Linked DNA regions of Mus musculus: region 1 is linked to region 2. Evidence: chromatin contacts called from public Hi-C data. All regions are on one chromosome and are shown on one strand. The core of a region is the stretch at or near the end of the contact, and the rest is flanking DNA. Distances in the headings are between cores, read along the strand shown. Region 1 overlaps Scarb2 (scavenger receptor class B, member 2). Region 2 overlaps Shroom3 (shroom family member 3).

What was found. Hi-C and Micro-C count contacts between places; a contact is called where the count stands out from the background.
Region 1: a contact with region 2 is called in a Hi-C map of liver, with 1.7 times the contacts expected there. The contact joins two enhancer-like sites. A contact is called at or near these places in 18 of 484 Hi-C or Micro-C datasets (the C2C12 cell line, the G1E-ER4 cell line, the HL-1 cell line and 11 more) and 1 of 115 datasets of contacts at active chromatin or transcription factors (embryonic stem cells).

The regions. Positions count from the first base shown.
Region 1 is chr5:92,439,444-92,443,139 of GRCm38.p6, reverse strand. Scarb2 (scavenger receptor class B, member 2) reads left to right here. Exons shown (of 12, transcript NM_007644.4): 12 at 1-1,829. Among named protein-coding and RNA genes, the nearest start is that of Nup54, 6.1 kb to the right of the region's middle. Within about 2 kb of position 1,454, at least 38 of the 459 cell types and tissues checked have an H3K27ac peak or open chromatin away from gene starts, as enhancers often do. A contact at or near this core is called in liver, where this site is marked.
Region 2 is chr5:92,714,003-92,717,784 of GRCm38.p6, reverse strand. The region is part of intron 1 of Shroom3 (shroom family member 3); the gene reads right to left. Among named protein-coding and RNA genes, the nearest start is that of Shroom3, 32 kb to the right of the region's middle. Within about 2 kb of position 1,689, at least 17 of the 459 cell types and tissues checked have an H3K27ac peak or open chromatin away from gene starts, as enhancers often do. A contact at or near this core is called in liver, where this site is marked.

The sequences.
Region 1 (3,696 bases), core at 205-2,704, 270 kb after region 2:
AGTCAGAGGCACTTCAGATAAGGAGTCGAGCAGCCAGGCTGCTTCTCTTTGGAAGGCAATGGCTTCCGTGTAGGACTAAGGACATTAGTGTCACAGCCGTCAGACCTCAGCTATCCTGGAGGGCAGAGTCCATGATTCTCAGAGTCCACTATTTTGGGGTTGTTTGTTTGTTTTAGTTTTTATTTTTTTATTTTTTATCTTTTGGTGGCTTAGTTTTTAAGACAGGGTTTCTCTGTGTAGCCCTGGCTGTCATGGAACTCGCTCTATAGACCAGACTGGCCTCGAATTCACAGAGATCTGACAGCCTCTGCCTCCTAAGTGCTGGGATTAAAGGCTTACACCATTGATTTTTTTTTTTTCAATGAACCCTATACATTATCTGGCTAGCTGTTTATAGAATTCCCTGAAAACTGAATTTCAGTATATTTAAATTTTTTTAAAAACTGAGATGTCACATACATATTAGAAGTAAAACATTGCTTTAATATACAGGCCCAAATTTTCCTCTATTGACACAAAGCAATACACAATGTTTCCCTTTTTTAAAAAAATTTTGGTAGTTTTTGAGACCGGGTTGGTGTAGTCTTGGCTGTTCTGGAAGTCACTATGTAAACTAGGCTGGCCTTGAACTCAGAGATCGCCTGCCTTGTGTCATGAGTGCTGGGATCCATAAGCCACCATGCTTGGCTGATGTTTCCCTTCTAGAGAGACAGCTCTTTAAATTTTCACCTTTCCTACTAATCAAAGTAAAAAAATTAGACACCCCAAATCACCAATATGTGAAACTAAACTGAAAATATCTGACCTTTAGTAATGACAAATATTTTTAGACTTTGTCAATATTTAACTCGGTAGTTGGCACATCTTAGTCTTCATGCTTCATGACAGGGTCTCACTCTGTAGCTCAGGCTATCTTGAAACTCACTATGTAGCATAGGTTGACCTTGAATTTATAGTGAGCCGGTCTCAGCCTCCCAAGTGCTGCTATTACAGGCACGCACTACACCTGTCTGTGTTTATGCAACTACTTATCCACACTAATAAATTGATAAGCTAGTGCATACTAATTGGTTCATTCCTATTTTCAGGATATAATCATCTCTAAGGAGATTTTTAAACACAGAAACTATAGCATTTAGTGATGTACATAGTAGATAGACATGATCGCACATAGAAAAGGAGACCAAAAACAGATTGATCCTTTATTAGTGCCATGGTTGTGAATAGCAGTGGTTCATTTGGTGTTTTCTTTCTAAAAGGTCCATGGCAAACCCACAAGGCACAGTCAGAATTGTAGGTTGATTAACAACAAATCTACCCATTCAGTGCGGGGCTGAAAATAGCAAGCTGTTCCCTGTGTTCGTTCTTCTGAGGGCATTCTCCTGGACGGGCCCCAAAGGCTGTGGCCATCATCCTTCTCATGACACAGAGTGGCAGGGCACTGGGAGTGCACAGGGTGGGGGATGGGCAGGGGATAGGCATTTCCACATAGGCTCTAGGCTCTGCCCAGTAGATTTCACTTCCTTGTGCTTTACAAAGATCACTAACGGTCAAATGGGACAAGCACTACACAACTAACCCCTATTGGGGTTTTTGCTTAAGGGGGATAACTTTTAACTTGTTGTTTGCGGTGTGAATTCTTCAAAAGGCCCTCTGAGCATTGTTACTGGTGTAAATTGCTTGTGCCTGCCTGGCTTTAAAAAGACTGACCAGAATGCTCTTCATGTGGCTTACAGAGTTGGTTCGTTGTTGTGCTTCTTGACCTGGTTTTATTTCTACCCATAATACAATGAAATGTTTCACTAATTAAAGAAAGTTTCTATAAAGTTTCACTGTGAACTGTCTCTCATTGGATGGCATTTCAGTTGAGACATTTTCCTCCTCAGTGTTTTCTTTGGAGGCTTGGAAGCCTTTGATGGTGGAAGGAGCATTAGTAACAAACACCGAAGCAAGCCTAAACTAAGGGGACAGCTGTTGTCTGATTAGCTGCTCAGCCTCGGGGTTAGGAGGCTCCTTGGTCTAGAACTGCTCTCTAGCTGGACTTAGGAGGCCCTCTCCATCTCCTCCCTTTCTTCCCCTCCTCTCTCTCTCTCTCTGCCTCTTTCCCCAGCTGGGAACTGCTTTCCACAAGCCCTTTCCTCATCTCCTTATCTTTCCAGTCAGCCCCTCAGTGTTTTTTTTCCCAAGTCCTATCATATCCCTTCACTGCCATCCTTACCTTGGGCTGCCTCTAACCACATCAACCGAAATGCTCACAGCCCACCAAGAAGAAGACCCTCACAGCTAGGAGATCAGACACTACTGGGGGCCTAGGGCTTTTGATTCTGGGGACATTTAGTAAGAAACTATTAGTCCTAAAATTCTGATTACCTTTAAAACATCCCAGCCCAACCGCATCTGAAATCAGAGTGGAACAAAAGCTCTCATCGGGTTTCCTGTCAAGTGTTACAGATGTCCTTATGTGTGAAGGGACTTGGGCCCTAGTATATGTCCTTTCTAGGAACCCCAAACCCAATCTCAGCTGCTTGTGTCACAAGGGAAGCTCTTCATACTGACTTCTTCTGACCCAAAGCTATACAGAGACACATTAGACTACGTACCAAACCTATCCCAAATGTCTCAAAGCTAGGATTATAAGAATCCAGAAATATATATTCAAAAGACCAATAAGTATATTAAAACATATGCCTAGGAACAGTATTTAATATATAATATAGGATAAGAGCCACAAAATACAGAGTATAGAAACATCCCTATTGATTTAACAAAAGATAAAAGTCTTATTTCCAGTAATGACTTCATTCCTTCACTTACCGATGATAAAAAAGATTTTAAACACCTTTAAAATATACTATACACACTATAAACTTGACTTCTAACGAGGAAAATACCTAATTAAAAAAAAACTTGACTTCTTTGGCATGTACAGTGCAATGATTAGGAAACTGACTGAACTGTATACATTTTCACCATCTCAATGAACCCTTGCTAGCTTATAGACACACCCCTGGCAACTACTAATCTACATTCTGTGTGTAGAGACTTGCCTTTCTCAGACATTTCCTATAAATACAGTCAGTCATACTGTGTGTGATACCACACTGCAGTTTCTATGTTGTACCTCTATGCTCACAACAGTGTGTTTGAATAAAAAGTACCTACTTGATGCCACATGCTATACATGTCAAAGAGGAGCATGGAGATTATAGTTTAGTGGGGAAAGGAGTGACTGCATAGACATACAGGCAAGGGGATTCAGCCATCACTTACAATGATGGCATACAGATCTGAGACTGACTAGGGGCTGGCCTTGGGATGGAGGGAGTAGGAAGAGCCAGGAAGGAGCAGGAGGGAACAGGTTTACTACAATTGGGAGTTTGACTGAGAATGACCCTGTAGGCCCATATGTTTGGATGGCTGGTTCTCAGCGGACTGTTTAAGAAGGGTTCAGAAGTGTGGCCTTGTTGGAATAGGTATGTTAGAGGGGGGTAGGTTTTGAGGTTTAAAAAGTTCATTCCAGGCCCAGCCTGTCTCTGTTTCTCCCTGTGCTCTGTCTCTACACCACCACCCCCCAGCCACTCTTCCAACTCTCTCTGCTTGCTGCTGCCTGGGGCTCAGCTGCAAACTCTCAGCTACTACTCCTCTGTCATGCCTGCCTGCCAGAATGATAATAGATGAACCCTTAGAAATGGTGAG
Region 2 (3,782 bases), core at 440-2,939:
GAAGGGCCAACCTGTTTGCTGCCAATTCCAGAACAGGACCAAAAATTAAAATAGAAAACAATAACAAACAACAAACCCAACAAAAACAAAGCCAAGACAGAACCGTAAAATATAAAATTTTCCCTTTATGTTAAAGCCAAGAGTGAAAAAAAGAGGCGGGTAAAAGAGAGTGGAACTGGCTGATTCTTTGTCATTAGAGAAGAAGAGCCTCAGTGGAGGAAATGCCTCCATGAGATCCAGCTGTATCCCTCCAAGGCTCAGGGAACAATGCTGAAGAAGGAAGGTGGAAAGCATTCTAAAGCCAGAAGAAAGGGTGGAATCTCATTGGATGCTGTCTTCTGGGCATGATGTGGCCACTGCAATCTTGAATTCACAGTAGCTACGATTACACACACCAGATCTGCATTAAGACTAGACTATCAATAATCTATTACAGATGGAGGAGGTGCTCGTGGGGCAATTAATGGTTGCTGAGTGATGGGGAGATGGTTGTTTTGTGGTGTAGCCACTAGTAAGGTGCCCATGATCCTGTCAATAACCCCTCATCAGTACTCCTGTAAGCAATCCTAATGAAAAAAATCACTGGGTCACACACACACACACGGAAGGAAGGAAGGAAGGAAGGAAGGAAGGAAGGAAGGAAGGAAGGAAGGAAGGAAGAGAAATGAACACAGAAGGGGGACTAGTTGGCAAAAGGGAATCAGTAGGAATCGGGGGACACAAGAGAAGTAATGGGGGTAAATATGAGCAAATTACATTATATACATGCATGAAAATGTCACAACCCATTATGCATAATTAATATATACAAATATAAAACTTAAAAATAAAACACTTTTAGTCTGGAACACTAACTGAACTGAGTACCCTGTCTTCTACAAGAATCTCAGCAAAGCACCATTGTGCCTGCAAAGGGTTTACCCCCCATGTTCTATGTGGAGCTGCATTCTCTCAAGGAGAACTGTAGGGAAGACCTGCCCAAGCCAGTGCCACACAGGATGTGGGAGTCTCTATCTTCTTTAGGAATCTTTTAAGTTTGTGTGCATAGGATCTTTCACACGATTCAGTCACTTCCATTGACAAACACAAAAGCTTTGAAAGATTATGCTGTTTCCCCATTTCCCCCAAAAGGCAATTATATATCCAGAATCAGGACTACAGTTTCTACTAATACCTGCTTTCCCTTTCCCTTTCCCTTTCCCTTTCCCTTTCCCCTTCTTTCCCCTTTCCCTTCCCATTTCCCCCTTCCCACTTCTTCTCCCCTTCCCCCTTCTTCCCCATTTTCTCTTCCCTTCCCTTCCCCCTTCCCTTTTCCCTTCTCCCTTCCCTTCCCTTCTCCCTTTCCCCTTCCCTTCCCTTCCCCCCTTCCCTTCCCTTTTTCTTCTCTTCTCCTCCTCCCGTTCCCCCTCCCCTCCCTCCTCCTCCTCCTCCTTCTCTTCTTCTTCTTCTTCTTCTTCTTCTTCTTCTTCTTCTTCTTCTTCTTCTTCTTCTTCTTCTCCTTCTCCTTCTTCCTCTCTCTCTCTCTCTCTCTCTCTCTCTCTCTCTCTCTCTCTCTCTCTCTCTCTCCTCGCATGTGTGTGTATGTGTCCCAATGCATCAGGGTATGCCAATGCATGTGTGTACAGGTGCCTACAGAAGCCTGAGGAGGGCATCAGAGCCCCTTGAGCAAGAGCTACAGTTCATGGGGCGCTGCCCCAGACAGGCAAACAAAACTTCAGCCCTGTGGAAGAGCAGCCAGTGCTGTTAACCTCTGAACCCACATCTCCAGCCTCAGGCATGTTTTCCTGCTCTCCTCTTTCTCTTTCACAGGAATTCCATCACAAACTTCATATGCAATGCACACAGCCTCAGGAGACCTTTGGTGAAGTTGCTACTTCATTCAAACTAACTTTGAAAACTTAAAAAAGAATCTAGTGGAGAGGAAAGTGTGATGCTCTCAGCTGGAATCTCAGCACTCAAGGAGCTGAGACAGGAGGATTGCTATGAGTTCAAGAGTAGTCTGGGCGACCTGCTGAGGTCCAGGACAGGCTGAAGCAGCTTGTGTGAACCCCTGTCTCAAAAAAAGAAAAACTACAAACCAAAGCCAACTGAATAAACCCATCAAAAAGAAAACTTAGTAATGAAAGTTGGGGTTTAGGAGATCTAACGTGCACTGTACCTCCCGAGTCTTGGTTTTGAAGTCCAGCAATCAATTCCTTCTCAATCACCAGCCATTCAGCCGTTCAGAGCAGCACTTTCGCTGCAATTCAAAAGCTGCACAATGCAGGCTGGGCCTTCGTGCCAGCAGACGCCAAAGATTTCAGGGAAGGTGGGAGGACTCAAGGGCAAAGAACCAAACAGCACGGCTCGGAGAGAGGAACTGGGCCTGCTTTGTAGGGCGATGGGGACGAGTCTTTTGCTAAGGAGCCTCCTCATCCTTTGAGAAGGACATCGCAATACTGAACCCCAACAGGGCTCTCACCTAGCAGCAAACAACTTGTCTGACTTCTGTTTAAAAGTCTGTATTTACTAATAATGTTTGACTTTTGTCTAAAAATCCATATTTACTAACAATGGTACCTAATACACAGGAAAGCATCGGGCTGTCTCTTCCATCATCGTTATCCTTTTCTTTAAAATAAAGTTTAGTATTTTGGAAACTTTAGTAGATGATTCTGAGTCACCATGTGGTTGCTGGGAATGGAGCTCAGGACCTCTGGAAGTGCAGTCAGTGCTCTTAACTGCTGAGTCATCTCTCAGGCCCTTCAGTAGATAATTGTAATGACTTCTCTCTAGTATCTTTCCAAAACTAATATCTAAAAGAGAAAATAGAGACTTGGATCAAGGTGATCTGGGATCTGCATAAAATCTGTCAGTTTCAAAGATGGCCTAGTCAGAGGAGAGGCCCTTGGTCTTGAGAATATTATATGCCCCAGTACAGGGGAATGCCAGAGCCAGGAGGTGGGAGTGGGTGGATTGGGGAACAGGGTGGAGGAAGAGTATAGCAGACTTTCGGGATAGCATTTGAAATGTAAATGAAGAAAATATATAATAATAATAATAATAATAATAATAATAATAATAATAATAACCTGTCAGTTTCAATGCCCTGGCAACACATAATGGAATGGCTTTCTTAAGTGCTTAGTGGCTGAATGTGGTGGTGCACGCCTTTAACCCCAGTCCTTCGGAGGCAACAGGCAGGTATCTTTCTGTGAGTTTCAGGCCAGCTTGCTCTTCACAGTGAGTTCCAGGCCAGCTAGGCTGTATAGGCATACTTTGTCTCCAAAAACAAAAACAAAAAGTATTTTTGGAAGCTGGGCATAGTAGTTATCACCTTTACTCGAAACCCTTGGGAGCCAGAGGTAGGTAGATTGCTGTGAGTTTGAGGCCAGTCTGCTTTTCATAGTGAGTTCCAGGGCTACAATAGTGAGTGAGATCCTGCTTCCAAACAGAAAACGAAGCAAAAGCATTTTGTTTGTTTTGCTTTTTTGCCACCTAAGAGAAGAGGAAAAGGTGTGTCCTTGTGGCCTGTGCCCTTCCCTCCTGCCCCCTCATCCCTGGCTATATACTAAATCAACATTTTTTTTAATATGACAAAACAGAATGCACATGGCTAAGTGTCTATGAACAATAATTTTGGGGGGGGGGATAAGGTGACTAGGTCAATAAAATGTTTCTCATGAAAACATGAGGAAGTGAGTTTGGATTCCCATCATCCAAGTAGACATCTAGTCAGGGTTGTGTGGGCTTGTAATCCTAGCGTTGGGAAGGCAGAAACAGGAGAATCACTGGAGCTAGCT